2 separate regions of the Mus musculus genome follow, and region 1 is linked to region 2. A link is a contact called in public HiCAR-type data. All regions are on one chromosome and are shown on one strand. The core of a region is the stretch at or near the end of the contact, and the rest is flanking DNA. Distances in the headings are between cores, read along the strand shown. Region 1 overlaps Dock4 (dedicator of cytokinesis 4). Region 2 overlaps Zfp277 (zinc finger protein 277).

Region 1 (4,388 bases), core at 1,367-3,866, 450 kb after region 2:
GCTGTCACTTGGAGAAATTTCTGCAGCATCCTGCATGATTGGCAGGATGTGAGAACTTGGTTCAGTACCAGTTTGCGACTTATACTCAAAACTGGTACTGTTCAGGGGTTTCTAAGTGAAAACACATTTAAACAAACTAAGAGGCTGTCCCTAAGGATCAGTCAGGGCAAGCCCCACACCCCCATAAGTCACCCCTCTCTGACCAGCCCACTTTCAATCTAGAGAAGCGCTTAAAATCAGTCAGGCAAACAAATGATGTGACAGACAACAGACATGGAGAACAGACAGGATACTGGCTACTGAGGTGGAAATGGAAAGAAAATTGGGGAAAAAAAAATATATATACAGCCACAAACAGAACAAATCTTTACCACAGCAGTTTTCTTTTTACTGTTTTTTTTCCAACTAAGTACAGATTTGACAGGTTTCCATTGTATTTATGAGATACACACATACTCTGTTTCCTCCCCCCCCCCTTTTAAATCAAGATGCAAAAGAAAAAAGATTTTTGAACAGAAATGATAATCACAGAAACAGGAGGGATAAGGAAGTAAGCTAATACCACCACACCTGTGTTCCTCTCTCTTTGGGGGTAGTTCAGTCAGGAAACCTTTCCCAAGTACAGTGTTAATTTGCAGAGGGAATGAAAGCAAATCGGGTTCTCGTCATGATGACTGTTAATATTTTCTGTTGACATAGTGCCTCTGCTCCAAGGTGTTTAGGATTAGGAGAAATGTAGGAGGAGAGATGTGGCCCAGGCACCCGTCATCAAATCCGCTGTAACAACCACTTAGAAAATAGTCTGTGATTAATGACAGAGTGAATGGAAGCGTTGAGTGAGCGCACAGATAGTACAATATGTATTGAGTGGGCAAATGTTAAGTGAAGGGAGAGAGCGCAAACGTCATCCCGTCTGTACAAGGATTTTCCTGTAGCAGTGGCAGTGCAGCAAAATTGCTTGGGTGAAGGAAGATGCGTTCCACTGAGAGGTAGGAAAACATGTTTATGGGACTAAAGCTCTTTACTTGGAAGTAAACTTGGAGGGACTCCCGTGTTTCGCTTCTGCGCTGTTATTTAATGTGGCAAGACACCAGTCTCTGTCAGCCTACCAGGAGAGCTGGGGGGAAATGTCTCTGAGCTGTGAGGTGCTTGTATGTGTTTGAAAGCATGATTATGTGCATGAGTTCGTATTTTATGACTTGGATAATCTGAAAATCGATTTGCTTTGTCAATGCTTCCTGGATTAGAATTCCACTATTTGGTCCCTACCCTAGGTAAGACATTGTTTGCAAATTGTCCTACTTGTGAGATGTTGCAGTGGTTGCTAAGGCATTTAAGGTACTGATGAAAGTAAAATGGTTGTCATGGTGACTGATAAAAATAAATGTTGAAAATGCCCTGGGTTCTTTCTTTTCCAGTCTACTAAAGAAAATTGAGCGGGAAACATGGAGGGAAAGTGGCGTTTCATTAATTGCCACTGTCACTCGGCTGATGGAGAGGTTGTTAGACTACAGGTAAGCTGCATCCTAAGATTCCAGATAGGCTCCATTCTAGTTAAAAGCCCAAATAGCTGAACTGTAATTAGCATTCCACTTGAGTTAATCATTCAAAGAATTGCTAATCAGCACCTGGACTTCCAACCTGCTTGTTCAGAGTTTGGCATCTGTCTTTGGTGTTTGTTTACTTGTTTGTTTAGTTCTGTTTTTGATAATTCTCTCAAAGCTTTGAGTTGAAAGAGTTCTCAGAGTCCTTGACAGTCCTCAAAAACAGAAAGAAGGGAAAGAAAAGAAAAATCTTTGGATATTTAGACTCACTCACTCAAAAATTGCCGGTGATCCAAACACTTTAGAATGAAGATCTAGGGGATTGTACCAGTGTGCTGCACCCTTAAAGGAATACAATTTATTTTTATTTTCATTTACTTTGCCTTTAGAGCAGGCTGTCCCAATTCTATGCATGGTGGGTTTCTTTTATTTTAAGAACTCTTCTCCGTTCATTGTCCCTGGCAGTTTTACACCTTTGATGAAGGAGGGGTAGGCACCCTCTCTCCCCTGCTCCCTGAGTCCCTGTCCATTGAGAGGCATATTGCTTGCCTACTGCAGCTGGGAGTCAGTCTCTACTTCCAGTCCCATCAGAGATCTTCTGCCCAGTCCCCTTTCCCTGAACCCACACAATCGTCTCTGATCTTTGAGGATACCTCACCTACCCACACATCAGACAGCAAAGAACAACTGTGTTTTCCCCACAAGAGAAAGTTCCCGGTGTGACTCTTGCTTTCTGTTTACAGGGACTGCATGAAGATAGGAGAGGTGGATGGCAAGAAGATTGGCTGCACAGTTAGCCTTTTGGTTAGTGTCTGACTCCGTCTCCCCCTTCCTTCTAACCTCTGCTGCTCTTCACTGAAGCACTAAGTTTTGTTTGTTTTTAATCTTCCATGTGCCCTTTTTCAGGATGTTTCTTACAAAAATGGAAAAGTGTTTTTTTTAAAGGGAAGATAGTGACCCTTAGGTTGAATGAAGCCCAGAAAATCTTCAGCTCAGAACATTGCAGAATACTCCTGCTGGGCTGGGCTGGGCTGGGCTGGGCTGGGCTGGGCTGGGCTGGGCTGGGCTGGGCTGGGCTGGGCTGGGCTGGGCTGGGCTGGTAGCAGTGAGCAGACCTCACAGAGGGACTGCGTGCTGCTGTCTTCCCCTCTTGAGTTTCTTACTCAGTCTAGATGCTTTTCTTGGAAAAGCACAATATCGGCATTGAAGTCCCTTCATTTCTCTGTTGACTATTCCTGTCTGCCCATCTTCTTCCTCTCCCTCACAATCTTTGTATGTTTTCATAACAATTACTGAACTCTTATTTTCTAACCTGTGAAAATTTTCTGCTTTAATATGCTTAAGTTTCACTCACTGTCCCCTGCACATTGAATTCATAATAACACGATTGCAAAGAATTGCATTGCAATGCATAGATGACATAGCTATATGGACAGGAGTCTAAATCGTAATTTACTCTAGATCAACCAAAATTTATTTTTTAAAAAAGTATCACTCCCTTTTTATTAAGTAGATTGGAATTTCATCATGAAAGATGAGTCCTACATTGGACATTAGTTATTGTATTTTGCTATCTAGTGAGTTAATGCTTTTACTAACTTTCCTCCATCTTGGAACTGAAGAGTGACCTCTTGCAGTTCTAAACCTGTGAATGTTCTGGGTTTTTTGTTTTTCTCTTGTATTTCTGAGAGCACATGAAATGTCCTTGTCTGTTATAAACATTGTACTGTCGTTGGCATTCTTGCCCTACGTCCTGAAACTTTTGCAGCTGTGCTTTGCCTGCGTCTTGAACTTTTGATCTGCCGAACGGGTTTGCTGCTGCTGCTGCTGCTGCTGCTGTTTTCTTTCACTCAATCCCTTCAGTCCCTTCTCAAATCTCTCAACTTTGACTCCACTACCTTTCTGTTGCCCTAATTTTTTGCTGTGCTGCTTTTCACTTCTGAGCTCATGACCCTATCTTTCCTTACCACACCCACTTCTTCCTCCTCATTTTTTAATGACTTGTTATATCTCTACCTCGATCACCAGCCCCTAAAAATATCGAGCCCTAAGCATGCTCTGTGAGGGTGCATCTTATTCACACCGACATACTTATATAATTTTCTTCCTTAAAACCAACAGTGAGCGGCTATCAGCCCACCCACTATGCTAGCCATGACCTCTCCTCTAACAGTCCCTTCTCGGCTCGGCACAGTCCTTCCCTCTGTCCAGCCTTCCAGCTCCTCAGTATTTTTCGTCTCTCTGCCATCACAATCAGGACCCTCACCCCTTTCCACGTCCTTGCTTATATGTCGTGTGCTCTGTGAGCTTCGGTTTGAATCCTCAGCCCAGGCACAAACGCTCGTATAACCTCAGAGCAGAAACATTTCCTGTTTCCTAAGGAGCCCTGCCACCCTCATCTCCTCTCCCAGTTCCTTCTCTTTGGAGATGAACATAGTAATGCAGCCCCCTCGGCTTATCTCCTCGGCTGGGCCAACAGAAGAGGCCCTTTCCTTTGGTAAAGGAATGACTAGTTTGCACTGTGTTCCTTCTTGTCTTCTATGGGGAATAAGAAGGAAACCTCATAAATCAGGGGCCCTGTTGTAATTACTTGAGCCTAACACCATTAGCTTTGGAGTGTGACAAAGAGCAGAGAAGGTGAGCATTTTGAAAAAGCTGTTCCAACTGCAAACCAGCAGTGATAAACCCAGCTTTATCACATTGAAGCTAATCTCTTTAGCTCCTACTCTAAATGGAAAGTTTTGGATGTTTGCTAGTGGCAATATGGCTCCCGTCACTACCTCCCTGTGAGGTCAGCAGCAGATCCTGCCAGGGGGCCTCTAACTGCTGGTGTTCGGTCAGAGC
Region 2 (3,999 bases), core at 718-3,217:
CCCTCCCTTCTCCTTCTTAATCGTGTGGGTTTAATTCATTTTTTGGCAGTTTTATGTATGAGTGATGTTCTGTTGACCCGCATCCTCACCCTCTCTCATTTCTTCCCACTTTTTGTCAAGATTCCTACGGTCCCCTTCCCCACATTTTGTGTCATTTTCTTTTGTGATTCGCTGATTTTAATGAGGATGATTTGTGTTACCACTGGCTTGGAACTATTCCTTCGAGCCTGGTGACCTCACTTGCTGGGTATACAACTGCTAAAAATGACTGTGCCTTGCCTAGAATCCATCAGTAGCTGCTAACTCAAAAGGGAGGGGCAGGGTCCCATTAGCCTCTCCCTGATCCCTGAGTAGTTGTTGACAGGCCCAGTCTTTTGCAGGGCCAGCATAAGGAACCAGCTGTGAGATCATATTTGCAGTGGTAGTACTATGCCCTAAAGGTAGCATTTCATGGTTCACTCCTCTGTTTTCTAGGTCTTAAATTTTTTTTCCTGCTCCTTCTGTGACTTTTCCCAGAGCTGGAGACAGGGTGTTGTAGCTAACAAGTTTAGGATTGACTACTCAACCATCAGCAGTCACAATCTTGCATTTTCTACCTTTCATTGAAAGAAGAGATTTCTCTGATTAAGGATGAGAGAATAGCATTTGTTTACTGCTGCTGTAGATAAATAACAGTAAGCAAGTTTTCCCTTAGGGCCCAAGATTACTCCAACCATAGATCAGGTCAGGTTTACAGTACCAGGCATGTATTGCCTCTGTGGAGTGGGCCTCAAATCTAATCTGAGAGACGGTATCTTCATAATAGTTGTGCCATTTCTACACCAGCAGGCATAGTTTACTTCACAGGTGGGCACTGTTTATAGTTTCTATGGGTCAGAATTTGGTAAGGCAGCTGATGTGTCTTTGGCTCTGCACCCTGGCATCATGAAAGCAGCCAGCAGGGAAGAAACTTCTACTCAGTTCAGCTTGATTTTAATATACTTTACAACCAAGGCATGTGGGGTCTTCATCAAGTTATCTTGCTAGGTAACTAGCAAGAGTTATCTAGTTCTGACAGGCAACCAAGAAGAACAGAGCCTGTACTATTTTGCAGGTCCTGGGGCCTCCCTCACTAACAATTCACGAGGGTGTATCTCCTATCTGGCACTGGGATTTTTGTTTGGCAACATCCAGCTATACATTTTAACTTTTTATTGATTTTTTTTTTATGAGTTTCACATCATGCACCCAATTCCACTCATCTCCCTGTCCCTTCCTATCTGCCCTCTGCCCTTGCAAGCTCTGTCCCCCCCAACCAAACCAAACGAAACCAAACCAAACCAAAGCACTCATACAAGCTTCACTGAAATGAGTCAGATGGGAGACTTTCAACAGTTGGAGCTAGAGCATGCTAATACAATAGGAATATTAAAACATAAAACAATTATGTCTTCCTCTAGATGTACTAGAAAAGGACTAGTAATTATTCCATATAAGTTCATTTCCTAGAACACTGGAATTTAAGTCTGGTAAGCAAAGGTTTAATTATGCACAGGATGGTTTTGTAGATGACCTTCCATGTTTTCCTCTGCATTCTGAATACTAGATGTGATTTGATTTGCTTTCAATGTGGAGTACTGGCTAGAAACAATTACTTTTGTACTGCATTGGAACAAAAATTTGTTTGACTTTCAGGATCTCCTTCCTCTACAAAAGAGGAAGCTGCAGTGCTCACCTTATCTGCATTTATTCTCTTCTATAGCTTTCTGTGCTTACCTCCTAGGCACAGAGCTTCTCTTCACTGTATCCAAAATCCAGCTATACCCGATTTTAATTTACACTACTCAGACCCTCAGCTTGCCCTCTGAGCCTGGAACTAAACTGCTGGACTTTCCAAACTGAGCTAAAGAAACAGAGGCCATCACATTCCAGGAATGTAACTAGGTCAAGAATGTTCGGCATCCAAGAGTGGGCAGCACCTGATTGGTGTCTGTCTTTGACGTGGTGTGTTAGTTACTGCTCCTTGGTGAGAATATCTCGCCTCTTAAGGTGTGGGTTCGTTTCAATCAACTGAGATTATCTGATATCAGATGGATGATTTATAGACTTTCTCTATGCACTTATTTAAAATATGATTATCTGATGCTGGGAGATTAGGAGGGAGGGAGATAAAAAGAGATGGAAGGAAGGAAGGAGAAGCTAAAATTTACTGGAAATGGTATTTAAAAGTAGGCTGTAAATATAGAAGGAATATGAGGAGAACTTGAATGTAATAAACTCTAACAAGCATATGATTGGTTCCTAGTTTGCTACTAAACAAAATTCCCAAAACTTGGTTCTAATTTAAGATCTTTCAAGCTTTCCCTCACACTGTTTCTTTATGTAACTCTATTACAGATAAACCTGAAGGGCTCTAGCAGGCCTGAGCACAGCACAGGTGGCAGAGACAGTTTTTGTCTTTTACCCTTCTCCTCCATTTCCCGCTACCTTGTTAAACTCGTAAGTTATATTCCTAAAGCTAGCTACCAAGGTCCATTTCTTTATTTGGCGATTTATTCTTCCTGGGGATGACCACCAAGGCCTAGCTACCAAAGTACTAAAGTCTAACAATCAAAAACCCTCTTTTGGCTACTCTAACTAGCAAGCCCAATCAAAATTAACCAACTCATCCTAAGGGGTTTCTCCTTTCCCTTGATAAACTGCCATTTGCCTAGGGGCCACATCTGTCTCATCTCTATCCAGAGAAAGTCCTTTGTCTCTTCAGGGCAAATACCCCTGCCCCTTCTCCATTGTCCCCTTCTCTTTTCCCTTGTCCTGTATCTTCTGTTTTTGACCCTTACTCCTTGTCCTTTTTGCTGAGAAGTTGGTTTTGGTGTGTTCTGGGTTGACCTTTCTTTCAAAAGCAAAAACAAACAAACAAACAAAAAACATACTGCAATTTGTCTAGCAATGCAGCTAACAGGTCTCAAGGTCTCATTTTGATTTCTTTAACCAGCAAAGGGCATGGAGAACAGCTTCATCTGTGCCTAGAGGGACACACATGTGTGTCCCCTGCCTCACAACAGTCCACATGGTTCCTCTTTATGGTGAGTGGAATGGCAAGCCAATGGCCAGCCACTTACTTCTGTTTTCTTTCGCTTCTCTGATTAACTAATGTACAATGTTGATTGGACATAACTCTTTTCTATGGATCAGTTTCTGTTGATCTCTAAAATTCCCATGAAAACAGTCTATATAAAGAACTGAAGAAGGTGGACTTCAGAAAATCAAATAACCCTATTAAAAAATGGGGCTTAGAGCTAATCAAAGAATTCTCACCTGAGGATACCAAATGGCTGAGAAGGACCTGAAAAAATGTTCAGCATCCTTAATAATCAGGGAAATGCAAATCAAAACAGCGCTGAGATTCCATCTCACACCAGTCAGAATGGCTAAAATCAAAAATACAGGTGACAGCAGATCCTGGTGAGGATGTGGAGAAAGAGGAACACTCCTCCATTGTTGGTGGGATTGCAAGCTTGTACAACCACTCTGGAAATCAGTCTGGCGGTTCCTCAGAAAATTGGACATTGTACTACCGGAGGATCCAGCAATACCTCTCCTGGGTATATATCCAGAAGATGTTCCAACTGGTAAGAAAGACACATATTCCACTATGTTCATAGCAGCCTTATTTATAATAGCCAGAAGCTGGAAAGAACCCAGATGCCCCTCAACAGAGGAATGGATACAGAAAATGTGGTACATTTACACAATGGAGTACTACTCAGCTATTAAAAAGAATGAATTTATGAAATTCCTAGCCAAATGGATTGACCTGGAGGGCATCATCCTGAGTGAGGTAACCCAATCACAAAAGAACTCACATGATATGTACTCACTGATAAGTGGATATTAGCCCAGAAACTTAGAATATCCAAGATAAAAGATACAAAGCACATGAAACTCAAGAAGAACAAAGACAAAAGTGTGGACACTTTGCCCCTTCTTAGAATTGGGAACAAAACACCCATGGAAGGA

Evidence for each region. HiCAR-type assays count read pairs that join an accessible place to other places.
Region 1: a contact with region 2 is called in a HiCAR-type map of kidney, with 3 times the contacts expected there. The contact joins two enhancer-like sites. A contact is called at or near these places in 1 of 15 datasets of contacts at CTCF or cohesin (the NIH/3T3 cell line), 2 of 115 datasets of contacts at active chromatin or transcription factors (fibro-adipogenic progenitors and kidney) and 3 of 9 other capture datasets (adipose tissue, liver and pancreatic islet).

The regions. Positions count from the first base shown.
Region 1 is chr12:40,793,350-40,797,737 of GRCm38.p6, forward strand. It overlaps Dock4 (dedicator of cytokinesis 4), which reads left to right. Exons shown (of 53, transcript NM_172803.2): 33 at 1,248-1,274; 34 at 1,419-1,514; 35 at 2,288-2,348. Among named protein-coding and RNA genes, the nearest start is that of Immp2l, 230 kb to the right of the region's middle. Within about 2 kb of position 2,617, at least 14 of the 459 cell types and tissues checked have an H3K27ac peak or open chromatin away from gene starts, as enhancers often do. A contact at or near this core is called in kidney, where this site is marked.
Region 2 is chr12:40,339,709-40,343,707 of GRCm38.p6, forward strand. The region is part of intron 4 of Zfp277 (zinc finger protein 277); the gene reads right to left. Among named protein-coding and RNA genes, the nearest start is that of Gm40403, 94 kb to the left of the region's middle. Within about 2 kb of position 1,968, at least 9 of the 459 cell types and tissues checked have an H3K27ac peak or open chromatin away from gene starts, as enhancers often do. A contact at or near this core is called in kidney, where this site is marked.